2 separate regions of the Rattus norvegicus genome follow, and region 2 is linked to region 1. The links are chromatin contacts, called in public Hi-C maps. All regions are on one chromosome and are shown on one strand. The core of a region is the stretch at or near the end of the contact, and the rest is flanking DNA. Distances in the headings are between cores, read along the strand shown. Region 1 holds the start of Swap70 (switching B-cell complex subunit SWAP70). Region 2 overlaps Swap70 (switching B-cell complex subunit SWAP70).

Region 1 (6,501 bases), core at 3,860-6,359:
AACTTTTAAGAATTACATTTATTCATTTGGTGCATGTGTGTACACTGGTATGCATGTGTGTCACCACACACACATCACGGTGAGTATTTGGACCAACAGAGGACAACTGTCTGGAGTTGATTGTTTCGGCGTGTGGGTTCTAGGATTCAGACTCTGGTTAAACCATCGGTGGCTAATGCTTTTGCCTAACACTGAACAATCGGGCTAGTCTCTCACTTCTAGTTTTTGTAACTTCAGGCAACAGTGTCACTATGTAACAGGGGGGTCATCTTTACTACAACTGTATTAGTTTGCTTCTGGAAGTATTGTCACAAAGTATCCCAGAACGAGTGCCTTAAACTTCGTTAGTGCCAGCATTAAGCAAGAGGGATTTCCTGTTGGGTGTTGGGAGAGTAAGGGTGGGGCCTGGGGGAATGGAAGGGGGCAGTGGATGGTGGGTGTGGGTGGTATTATTAATAATTATAATACCAAGTTGTTGGCAGGCTCGGTTTTTACCTCAGGTCTGTGAGGAAGCAGCTGCTGGCTGTTTGCTCATACTCCTGAGTGTTCCTTAGCATGTAGAAGTGTATGACTCTGATGTCTGCCTTCCTATTTGCATGCTGCTCTCCCCATATGCATGTTTGTGTCCAAATTTGGCCTTTTTTAATGATGATACCAATCATATTGGATCAGAATTATCTCTAAAAAGACCCCCATCTCCAAATGTGATCTTATTCTGAAGGATTGGGGGTTAGGACTTCAGCATGTGAATTTTGGGGATGACACTAATATCTGCTTTATTCTTTCTTTTCTTTACTTTCTTCTTTCACCCCTGTAGACAGACTGTATTGTGTATTGTATGAATGCATCACCTGTCAATTAAAAAACCTATGTCCTGTAGGAAAGGGTAGAATAGAAGGAGAGACATCTGGGAGGTAGAAAGAATTCTGGGATAGAGCCAGACATTGCCTTGGTACCTCAGCACAGGTAAACAGCCATGTGACAGAAAGTGGATTAAAATAAATGGGATAATGTAAGTTATGGTTTTAATCAGAGAAGGGCCTAGTGATGGGGCAAGATATTTGTAAATATATTTTGAGTCTGAGTCTAAGTGAGCACAGGACTGGGAGGAAGAGACAGGCTTAACTTCTGCACCCCTCTCCATGTTTTTGAGGTAGATCCTTTCTATACAGCTCAGACAGGCCCTGACCTCACAATGCAGCTCAAGTTATCCCTGATTTGATGATCTTCTTGTTTCAGTCTCCTGAGTGCTAGAACTTAAAATGTGTTCATCGTGAGGCCTGGCCAGATGGTTAAGAGTGTGTACTGGGCTTGTAGATGATCTGAGTTTGGTTCCCAGTACCATGGTTCACATGGCTCACAACCTCCTGTAGCTCCAGCTTCAGGGAGATATGATGCCCTCTTATGGCTTCCTTGGATACCCGCACACACAAAGCACATGCACATGTAAATATAAAGAAAAAAGTTTCAGGTGTGGTGGTGGTGTATACTTTAATTTCACCACTCCAGAGGCAGGGGCAAAGGCAGGCAAAAGGGTGATGAGCTGGAGACCAGGCAGGTCCTTGTTCATATAGGAAGTCCCCCTCACCCCAGCTAAAGCCACACAGTGAAACACTGTGTCAAAAAAGGTGGGTGGGTGGAATTTTAGGGAACTAAATTGTAGTTTGGTTAAATTGCCATAGGACAAATCCATTATAGGAGCCTTACTGTGATAGTGTGTGCCATGCTAGCTTTTCTTTTTTTTTGGGGGGGGGGTTCTTTTTTTCGGAGCTGGGAACCGAACCCAGGGCCTTGCGCTTCCTAGGCAAGCGCTCTACCACTGAGCTAAATCCCCAACCCCCATGCTAGCTTTTCATTTGAGCCTCATGTTATTCTATTTTATCATGTTAATCATTTAAATATCATGCTATTTAATAGTACTCCAGATAAATAATAGTATTCCATTCCATTTTACAAGCAAGGAAGTAACACTTCATATTTATTCATAGATAAGTGAATAGGAAAACCAAGGTTCTGTCCAACCAGCCATCTTCCCAACTGACCCCAAATGACTCGAGCCTACTGATCTTCTTTTAATAGTTTCGCTCCCAATTAACTAGAATGGACTTGAGAAATTAGTAAGACACTGAATAAGTGATGGTGCATGATCCTCAGGGCTGGATATAAAAAAATAGGAACAAGACATGGTGGTTCTTACTTGAAATACTAGCAAATAAACTAACCAACCTAAAAGAAAAAGGAACGAGGATTTTAGAAGTAGGCATTAGGAAGTCCAGGATAGCCCAGAGAAATATGCTTAGTGTGTCTGGATTCTCAAAGTGTCATCTAGTGGTTAAACTGAACTTTCAGAATTAGGATTTCTTTCCTCCTTTCCCTCCTCCTCTCCTTCCCCTTGCCTCCTCTCCTCCTCTTTCTTCTCCTCCTTCTCTTTCTTCCTCTCCCGAGGCAGAGTTTTGCTCCATAGCTCTGGAATGCAGTGTGCAGACCATAGTGGCCTCAAACATGTAGCCATCCCCTACCTCTCTTTACTGAGTACAGGTGTATATTACCATGCCTGATTTAGTTTTTCTTTTTTCTTCTCTTCTCTTCTCTTTTCTTTCTTTCTTTTTTTTTGTCACTACTTAGGGCAAGCTGAGTTGGCATAAATAAATTAGAGGTTAAACCTTGTGTTTTTTGCTGACTGAAGACTTGGTCTGGAGCTAAAGAAGATCAACAATAGACACCGGATTCTGGGAGGGCAAGAATAATCCTGACCAGTGGTAATGAAATGGGGCGGCACCCTTAAGGTTGTCAAAGTGAGGAAGAGGTGACATCATGGTCCTTTTTCGTTCCTACCTTCAGCTCTATGAGATTCGCTTTGGCCTTAACCTCATTGATTCAATTTTTTTGACTCTTTCCAAATCTGTTTCTTTCCCCTTTAAAATAAGACACGTGTGGACATCAAGAAGTTTACTTATCAATTTATTTACAGGCAGGGTTTCATTTAGTCCTGGCTGTCTTTGAACTCCATATGTAGCTAAGGATGACCCTGGACCTCCAAATTTCAAGTGTTGGGTTACGGGTATGCACCATCATGCCTGGTCTAGCACCATGTAGTGCTAGGGACAAACTCAGGACTTTGTACATGCTAGATAAGCTCTCTTACCAACTGAGCTACACCCTTAGCCCAAAGGAACTGTAAAGAGGGAAAATAAACTACGCTTTTATCTGAGAATCTCCAGCTTTTGACTTTTTTGATAGTTATCCCTTTCATGTGTCTAAGGATTGTGCTATTGTGATGAGATTCAAGTTACCCAGTCATAGTCACTTCCCCAGGCAGTGGAAAAGAGCCTTCTGGAACATCTGGTATCCATGCCCATTTCATCTGTGGAGGATATGAAGCTAGGAGAGTTCAAGTGTAAGAGACAGAAGATGTGAGATTGTCATTCCGGCACTTCTCTCAGTCGGTCGAGATGGGTTCTTTTAAGTGGGTCAACCATTCTCATTAGCAAAATGGATGGAGTGATTTGCATGATTTCCGTTCACGCAAGCACAATCCACCAGCGACAGCAACCTCACCTCCATGAAGCTCTTCCTAAGATGTGAACTGACCCTCAGCGACTGGGGTTAGAAAGAAAATGTTGCTGGACTTATCGACTTCTTTTTACACACTGTTTATTTAGTGTAGGTGTGTGGGCATGCGGTGAAGTCAGAAGATGACTTGCGGTTCTCATTCCACTATGTGGGTTCAGGAGATGGAACTCAAAGTCATTACGCTTGGCATCAAGAGCCTTTATCTTTTTTTTTTCCTTCCTTCCTTTCTTTTTTTTTTAAGGAGCTGGGGACCGAACCCAGGGCCTTGCGGTTGCTAGGCAAGTGCTCTACCACTGAGCTAAATCCCCAACCCCATCAAGAGCCTTTATTGAGCTGTCTTATCAGCCAGTCTTTGACTTCTTACGGGAGTTCAATGGAGGAGTTAGAAGTCTGATGGTTAGCTGCAAGCATCATTTTTTTTTAAAAAACGATTTATATTATTACATTTATATGAGATCCCCACATGGGGATCCAGCCAATCCATATACAGCCATGAAACCCAGACAATACTGCTGATGCTAAAAGGTGTATGCTGACAGGAGCCTGATATAGCTGTATGCTGAGAGGCTCTGCCAGAGTGTGACAAATACAGAGGCGGATTCTCACAGCCAACCATTGAACTGAGAATGGGGTCCTCATTGGAGGAGTTAGAGAAAGGACTGAAGGAGCTGAAGGGGTTTGTAACCCCATAAGAATAGCAACAGTGTCAACCAACCAGAGTCCCCCAGAGCTCTCAGGGACTAATCCACCAACCAAAGAGTACACATGGACAGACCCATGGCTCCAAGCTCTTATGTAGCAGAGAATGGCTTTATCAGGCATCAATGCGAAGAGAGGTCCTTGGTCTTGTGCCCTAAAGTAGGGGAAAGTCAGGGTCGGGAAGCAGGAGGGAGTGGGTTGGTGGGTGGGTGAGCAGCCTCATAGAAGTAGTGGGAGAGGGGATGGTATAGGAGGTTTCCGGAGGGAAACCCAGGAAACGGGATAACATTTGAAATGTAAATAAAGAAAATATCCAATAAAAATGCCTAAAAAAAATCTTGTTGCTGTGCCCCCAGAGGCCATCACAACATATTTGTAAAGTGCGTGAAGCAACTTTCTCAGATTTCTGTTTTTGTTTCTGTCTCCTTCTTCATTCTTCCTGATTTGGAGTATTCCAGGTTCTGCCTGGGCATTTTTCGGGGTCTCGTCTGGCCTCTTGAGACCTTGACTCAATCCCAGGACTGAACCAACCTCCTTTAATAGCTGCGAGACTCCTGCAGAAGCCGCAGAGGCTGATCACTCCAGTCTTGCGCGTTCCTCGGGTTGGTCGACATTTCTTTGGGAGCACATACGAGCTTTGAAAATGGTCTGAGTTGATGTGGAAACCCCCCTCAAGGGTAGTGTTCACGTACCTGTAGTGGACAGAGGGTATTCCAGGGGCTGGCTGGTAAGGCGGAGGGGCGGGACCAGAGGGGCGTGTCCTCGGGAGGGCGGGGCCTGCAGCGGTCAGGTGACCGCACGGCGGGCAGCGTCGTCTGTGGAGATCCTGCTGGAAGCAGAGTAGCTGAAGGGCCGACGGGGAATCGGGTCTGTTGGGGCAGCGCGGCCGCGGCCATGGGGGGCTTGAAAGACGAACTGCTCAAAGCCATCTGGCACGCCTTCACCGCGCTCGACCTGGACCGCAGCGGCAAGGTCTCCAAGTCGCAACTCAAGGTGAGCCCCCTGCCGGCGCTTCCCGTAGGGCACGGGTCCCGCCGCAGTGTCCACAGGGAGGGCTGGTTGGGAATGCGGCGGGGCGGCGGTCCTTACTCTTCCTTCAGGCGTCCGGGCGGTGCGCGGGGGCGAGCGCGCTGCTGCGGCTCCCACGACGGCTGAGGTGCGCTCCAAGAGGCACCGCGGGACCTGCAGAGCGTCCCCCGGCGACGGGATGTATGGGGGCCCGGGAGCCTCAGCCTCGTCTCCGGGACACTGAGCAGAGCCTCCCCGCCAGCGTCCACAGGTCTTGGGGCTACTGAGCGCGTGCCAAGCGGCTCGTGTCTTGCGGGCTCCCTGCAAAGGCCATTGCTTTTGTAGAGTCCTCCTTAAGGGCTGCCCAGAGACCCCATAGTATGAGGTACGCATAAAGGGATACTTGTAAGTTGAGTAAAACCCAAAGTGGCACTCAGCCAGGAGAAATTGGCAGCGTCTTGAAAAGCCTGAAATATAGAAACAGACAAGAGGAGCCATTCAACAGGCATTTTTAAAATATACACATTTTGGATCTGAATGACTAGGTTTTCTTAGCCTCTCCTGAGGAGAAATTTCCGAAGTTTGGGTTTGCTTTGTATATTTTGTGCAGTAAATGAGGAAGTTCTTTTCAGTAGTGACTTTTATGCCAGCAGGATCTGGCGTTCTCACTTGTTTTCCTTTTGATATTATTCATTAAATCATAGTCTGGAAGGACCGATGGAAATTAGCCACACACTTTTACTTAAAAAAAAAAAAGTAATATATAAGGTCTTGGAGAGATGGCTGCTCAGTGGTTAAGGGCGACTGCTCTTCCAAAAGTCCAGAATTCCGTTCCCAGCACCCACGTGGAGTTAGCTCACATAGCTATAGGGTAGCCTATAATTCCATCTCCAGGGGATGCCTCTCAAGTCTGTGGACAGCAGCACACACATTTTCACACGTACGCTCATAATTTAAAAATAATATTTTTAAAAGTTAATAATAGTTTTTCTGGTGTACAGTTCAATGAGTTTTAGCACACGTAGGAAGTCACTATCACTAACTAGGGTTTCATCAGTTCCGTCCCACAGAGCTTTGTCATACTGCCCCATCTTCAACAGGTGGTAACCACTGATCTATCTGTTCTAGTCTTCCTTCTTCTAGTGTGATATGAACGGGATCTTCTGAAACCCGCTTCCTTTACTCAGATGAATGCCTTAGAAATTAACCTGTTTTGTGTGT
Region 2 (6,264 bases), core at 3,168-5,667, 39 kb after region 1:
CAAGACAACTTTGACAAGATTGAATTCAATAGAATGTGTTGGACCCTCTGTGTCAAGAAAAACCTCACAAAGAGTCCACTCCTTATTACAGAAGATGATGCATTCAAAGTGTGGGTCATTTTCAACTTTTTGTCGGAGGACAAGTATCCATTAATTATTGTGCCAGAAGAGGTAAGGTGTGGCTTTGGGGACTTTTTAGATGTATAAGCACTAGAGGACCTGGCCTGCAAAATTTGTGTTGATTCAGTGTTGATAATTGTTGTTTTTGTTTTTACTTTTGTTGTTTTTTGATCAGAGGCAAAACAGGTTGAAAACAGAAAAGCTCAAACTTGGGGATTTGGGGGAAATCAAAAATCTCCCTTGGAGCTTTGCAGGGACAGTGAGTGATTGTAGGTGACCCCATCCTCATGGTATCTTAAGAGTGTTTGCTCAGTGCAAGGACAGCATAATTGTCTGCTTGTGGACGAGCTGGCTGGTGCTCTGTGGGGAATACGTAGGACCCAGAACACTGTTCTCTTCTGTTAGGAGGAGCTACTGCTTTTCCGCTTCAAGTTTAAAGCCTAGGGGGATGGCTTTCACTAGATCTCAACGCAAAGGAAAGCACCTGCTGATTCTATCCTGCATTACCCCTGGAATGTCCCAGGTGAGGGCACTGGGGACTAGGAGTAAGGTTCCTGTGCAGTTTCCTGGAAACCAGACATGCAGGACAGGTTTGACCAGTCATGGATCTTTCTGAGTCAAGATGACAGTTTCCCGAGTGAGGCAGTTACATTCATGAAATTGTGATTGTGATGTTATGGAGTCCTCTGCAGAGCACAGCTAACTGGTCATAACCAGCAGATTAAATTTCTATCCTCTGTCCCCTGTCTGCACATGTTGATAGTGCCTGGTCATGGGAAATCACAGGCACATTTCAATCCTGGGCATCTAGAGGTAGCACAATGCTTTTTATAAAGCATGGTCTTTGAAACAGACTGATTTTGAAACCCAGCTTTACCACTTCTTCACAGAGTGCAAGTAATCTTCCAGTCTGTGTCTCCCCACCTTTAGAATGGAGATAGCTGCTTTCTACAGTGTACCCTGTGAGGCTAGAGAAGTTGACGGTACTGAAACACTTGATGTAGTGCTGGAACCCAGGATACATGCTCACCAAATGGGGCATGTAATGGGTGTGGCATGTTTAGTGTTATAGGTAGAATATCCTTGTGGAAATACACTGCTAGAGTGTGTGAGAAGCCAGGGCTGGAGAGAGACATGGAGAAACCACAGGAGTGGGTTACAGGGAGGAAGTGACCATAGTAGGAGTTGTGAGGGCCAAGGGGAACCTGGGGCTGTTTCTATAGCAGCAGGAGGAAGTCGACTTGGTAAAGGAAGCAGAACGGTGTAGGCTGTGAGATAAGAGGAGGCAATGAGAATGTAAATTGCAGAAAAATCAGATAGTGGTAAGAAGGGGCTTCCGGATTAACAATAGGTAGCCGTTGATAGCAAGGGAGAGGCAGTTTCTCTATGGTTGTGGGGGAACACTGTCTTGGTGTTAAATATGATCCTGTCTAGGTATTAAGTGTATGTGACAGTTAAAGGGGACATGGAAAGCAACACCCTAGAGCACTGCCCAGCTTAATTCAGAATGGGTGACCTGAAGGCCTGTAACAGACATGGCTGCTGCTCAGTGGTATGTTTTTTCTTGGAAGAGAATTTTATTCCTACTGCTGCTGCTGCTGCTGTTGCTGCTGCTCTACTACTACTGTGTATCAGTGTTTGTTTACATATATGTCTGTGCACCATATGTGTGCCTGGTGCTGGCAGCCTTAGAGGTCAGAGGAGGGCATTGGATTTCCTTGAACTGGAATTATGGAAAGTTGTGTGCCACCTGGTGGGTGTGGGCAGTGGTCTTAGCTGCTGACCCATCTCTCCAGCTCCATGAAAGGTTTCTAACATGGCCTTTTTTTCTTTTTTCTTTTTTTCGGAGCTGGGGACCTAATCCAGGGCCTTGTGCTTGCTAGGCAAGCGCTCTACCACTGAGCTAAATCCCCAACCCCATGGCCTTTTTTTCTTTTTGGATACAGGGTCTCTATACAGAGTCCTAGCTCTTTTGGCACAGACAATGTAGACCAGGCTGGTCTCAAACTCAGAGAGATCTGCCTGCCTCTGTCTTCCTGAGTGCTGAGTCTAGAGGTACGTGCCACCATTCCCGGCCTTCCAATATGGTCTTTGAAGATATTGTGCCCACACTCAGAATTCCAAGTTTATATGTGTGTTGGAACTAGAAGTGGATGGCTCTCTTATCCTTGACATTTTAGATTTTTTTTCTGTTACTAAAATACCCATGGCGGACTTGCAAGCCATTTTGTCTTACTTTCAGAATTTGCACTTAAGCAGCAAGGATGAGTGCTTACTTTATTGTAGACATAGGAAGTGCCTTCTTGATTGGGGGCTTTGTTATCACTGAGCCACTACTCTGGTCAGCTTCTTGATAACCCAGAGGAGCAACAGGACCCACGTGGGCCTTAACAGGCCTGGTGCTGTCTTTGCTGCAGCCCAGAACCCAGCCTGGACTCCATCATTGCAGGCTGGCATGAACATTCTGTCTCCTTCAGACATGAAGTCCTGTTGGGAGGAGAGCGACCTCTCTCTGGTGCAGCGGACTTTGTCGAGTCTCCTGTGGGCTCACTCTGTGCTTTGCATCCTTGAGTGCCTCCTCGTGAGATGGAGAATTCCTCTCAGAATCAGGAGCGTGTGCTGCAGTTCCAGCACCAGGGGAGGTTGAGGCAGGAGGATCAGGAGGTTGAGGCCTACCTGGTTTACATGACAGCGGTAGAAATGGAGTTAGAATTATACCCTTCAGTGAGCAGGAGTATTTCTGTGGGGTAGAGAATGGGTTACTGGAGCAGATTAATGTGGAATTGCTTCAGTTCCTGAGTCAGCCTCTTGAGGTTTAAGCATTGCCTTGGCATACTGAGCTCCAGCAAGTCACTTGCCCTTTGACCAAGCACTGCACCTCAAGGTCACACTAGGTTGTGGACCTAGTCAATGTTGTTTTCTTTCTACATACTTAACAACATAAAAACTATATATTTGAACTGTTTTTGAAATGCAGAGTTTTAGAAAACGTAACATAAAAACATACATTTTTAAAAAATAAAATTTAAAATGCAATGTCTTTGTGGGTTCTACTTGTCTGTTGGGAATTTTAAAGTCTTACAAGTTCAGAGAGTCTCATGTACATATGAGAAGCTTACTGGTCATTACATAGAGTCTAAATAGGATGTATTTGTCTTGTACACACACACACACACACACACACACACTTGTTTGTTTGTTTGTTTGTTTCTTGTTTGTTTGTTTGAGACAGGATCGCTCTTCCTGGCTGGCCTGGAACCTACCATGTAGACAAGACTGGCCTTGAATTCACCAGAGATCCACCTGCCTCTCTGCCTCCTGAGTGCTGGGTCAAACGTGTGCTCCTGATCCACCACTCCTGTGTAATTTTTATATTTCTAGTAATCCATCTATCATAATGTTCACTTGTGTTTTAAGTTTACAGTTTTTGATGTTGTTACTTGTTTTGTTTTTTGAGACATGGTTTGAGACTGGCCTCAAACTTGTGGCTATTCTGTTTCCACCCCAAGTGCTGAGATCATAGATATGATGTATCGTACCCAAAGAGTCGGTTTTTTTCTCTACTTCAGCCAATATTGTTTAACAGTGGCAGTGTGTGAATAACGCATCTACAGTATTCGTTTGACTGTGTTTTCCATCACCCAGAATGATTGTTAAGAATGTTAAATAAGGGGTTGGGGATTTAGCTCAGCGGTAGAGCGCTTGCCTAGCGAGCGCAAGGCCCTGGGTTCGGTCCCCAGCTCCAAAAAAAAAGAATGTTAAATAAATATTTAAATCACATGGTAAAGTCAAGGTGTTTCTATTGGCACATTTGGAGAGAGAGAGAGAGAGAGAGAGAGAGAGAGAGAGAGAGAGAGAGAGAACGCCCCTTTGAGTTGGTTCCACATTTTCTTCTGGCGATGTTCCTGGAAACGTATGCCTGTAAAGCATAAAGTGTAGTTTTTATTAGTGTCATTTCCCTTAGAACCAAGAACAAAACAGGATGTGTCTGCCACACACTTACTTGGAAGAATTGCCTTTCAGCAGTGAAAACTCAAACTTGAAATACTTTTAAAGAGATCTTAAGTGAGGTAAAATGTAGGTTGCTCCTTTAATGACAGAGAGAACTTTTGACAGAATAAAAATTCAAGCCAAAGACCTAGAAAAATCACATCCAGCTTGAAGTTTCTTTGTTATTTTTAGTGAAATCTGCCTGGAAGGAGGAAGCAGGCTGCTTCCTGAGCTGAACGAGCCTTAGAATTGCTTGGGGCTCTTCTGTAAAGCAAGCTTGGCACACACGTGACTCATTGTTCAGCTTACTTGGATAGTAGAGTGAGAAAGTGTCTCTTTGTGCTACGGTCAAAAGGTCCTTCTGCTCCTTGGTTATAATGTATATGAATGTGTCCCAAGTCAACAGGAAAGACACAGTTGCTGGGAGCCAGGTCTTGTTGGTGCAGGGGCTGAAAGTCAGCCTCTCAGGCTTGAGAGGTACTATTTTAGAAGGTTCCAGAAGAACTCAGGAAGCTGCTTTGAGAATTGAATAGAGAATATGAGTTGCAAACAAAAGGTCACCTGGAGCTTGAAGGTGGTGGCTTGGCCTCACTGTGGTGGGTAAGCAAAGGCTGTCTCCTTGACTTGTGCAGATGTCATGGCTACAGCATCCTGTCAAACCCACTGTAGTCCTTCATCCTGTGCACACATGGCCATAATGTGTGCTTCCTCATGGTATTCCCTTGATGAGCTAAGTCACAGTCTTGAATTCTCTATTTAGCCAGGGATAGATTTGATCCTCTTGCCACCAGCTGATGCTTACTGCTTGTTCTCTCTCTCTCTCTCTCTCTCTCTCTCTCTCTCTCTCTCTCTCTCTCGTTATTTTGTTTTTAGTCTCTCTTGACGTTAATCATCTTTCCCATTATCTTTTTCTCCTCTTCCATCATCTGTTACTGCCCTCCACCCCCTTCAAAGTAGGAGGGGCTCAGCAGTAAGTGACACCGCTTCACCAAGGGCAGAGAAGGGCCTAAGTGTGCTTCTCTTCTACAGAGAGCATTTCCTGCACTGCTCACACTTTTTCAAGGCCTCTGTTAATGTTCATCCCAAAGGAGCGTCTATCACTAAACTTGTGATGGTTTTGAACTTGTGGTACTTAGTAAATGGAATTTCTTTTTTTTTTTTTTTTTTTTTTGGTTCTTTTTTTCGGAGCTGGGGACCGAACCCAGGGCCTTGCGCTTCCTAGGTAAGCGCTCTACCACTGAGCTAAATCCCCAGCCCCGTAAATGGAATTGCTTTCCATTTCCCATTACACTTTATTATTTCACAAACAGCATTATAATCACATTAATGGGGAGACAAAGAATAAAAAAGAAAAATGAACCCCAAGTCTTATTTGTAACTAAGTATTTTCTGTGTTTTTGACAAATGTTTGCCAGAAAACCTGCATTTTCTGTTTAGGCAGGTGAAACCACGGGCTTGCATTCTTTGCTTTCATACCTGGTAAACTTTTCTCAAGTGTAGTTCTAAATGATTGTATACTGTGTCACCCAGTGTGGAGAGGGGAAGCGACCGACACCGATGGTGTGGCTGCTGGGCGGCTTTGTGCTGACTGTTCTCTCTGTGTCTTTTTCTGTCTCTCTATGTGATGAGTATTATTATCCTCACTTCACAGATGAGGAGGTTGGATCTTAGCTCATTCGTTTTAGGGGTCAGCTGAGTCCTGCTGTACTTGAGGTCCCCCGAGGAGCTCCTGGAGTTCAAAGATAGATGGGGCACCTGTGAAGAATTCAGAAAAGGGTGGAAAAGCAAATGGGGATTAGAACATGGAACACAGCACACTGATGCAGTGACAAGGAGAGGAGGCAGGGAATACAGTGCCTGCTGTAGGGTTGGTTGGTGAGGACACCTGGGGTCTTGTTAAACCGCAGCATGACCTACAGAGATGCCAAGTGTGGGGCCGGAAGCTTTCAGACGGAGGAGGACCACGTTTGTGAACCATCCGGAGAAACAGTACTTTCTTTCTCTCTCCTATGGGTTTCTATTTTTATTTATTTATTATTATTTATTTCTTTTTCTTTTTTATGTTTTTTAATTTTTTGAGCAGAGTTTCACTATGTAGCCCTGGCTGGCCTGAAAGAGCTGTGCTTTAGTCTCCCAAGTGTTGTGATTAAGTAT

The links. A called contact is a pair of places that touch in the nucleus more often than the background predicts.
Region 2: a contact with region 1 is called in a Hi-C map of liver, with 2.2 times the contacts expected there. The contact joins the enhancer-like site here to the promoter of Swap70 in region 1. A contact is called at or near these places in 5 of 12 Hi-C or Micro-C datasets (frontal cortex, kidney, liver and 1 more).

Annotation. Positions count from the first base shown.
Region 1 is chr1:173,697,277-173,703,777 of GRCr8, forward strand. Swap70 (switching B-cell complex subunit SWAP70) reads left to right here and starts at 5,110. Exons shown (of 12, transcript NM_001106288.1): 1 at 5,110-5,265. The coding sequence starts at 5,167.
Region 2 is chr1:173,736,659-173,742,922 of GRCr8, forward strand. It overlaps Swap70 (switching B-cell complex subunit SWAP70), which reads left to right. Exons shown (of 12, transcript NM_001106288.1): 3 at 1-171. Among named protein-coding and RNA genes, the nearest start is that of Swap70, 37 kb to the left of the region's middle. Within about 2 kb of position 4,418, at least 9 of the 93 cell types and tissues checked have an H3K27ac peak or open chromatin away from gene starts, as enhancers often do.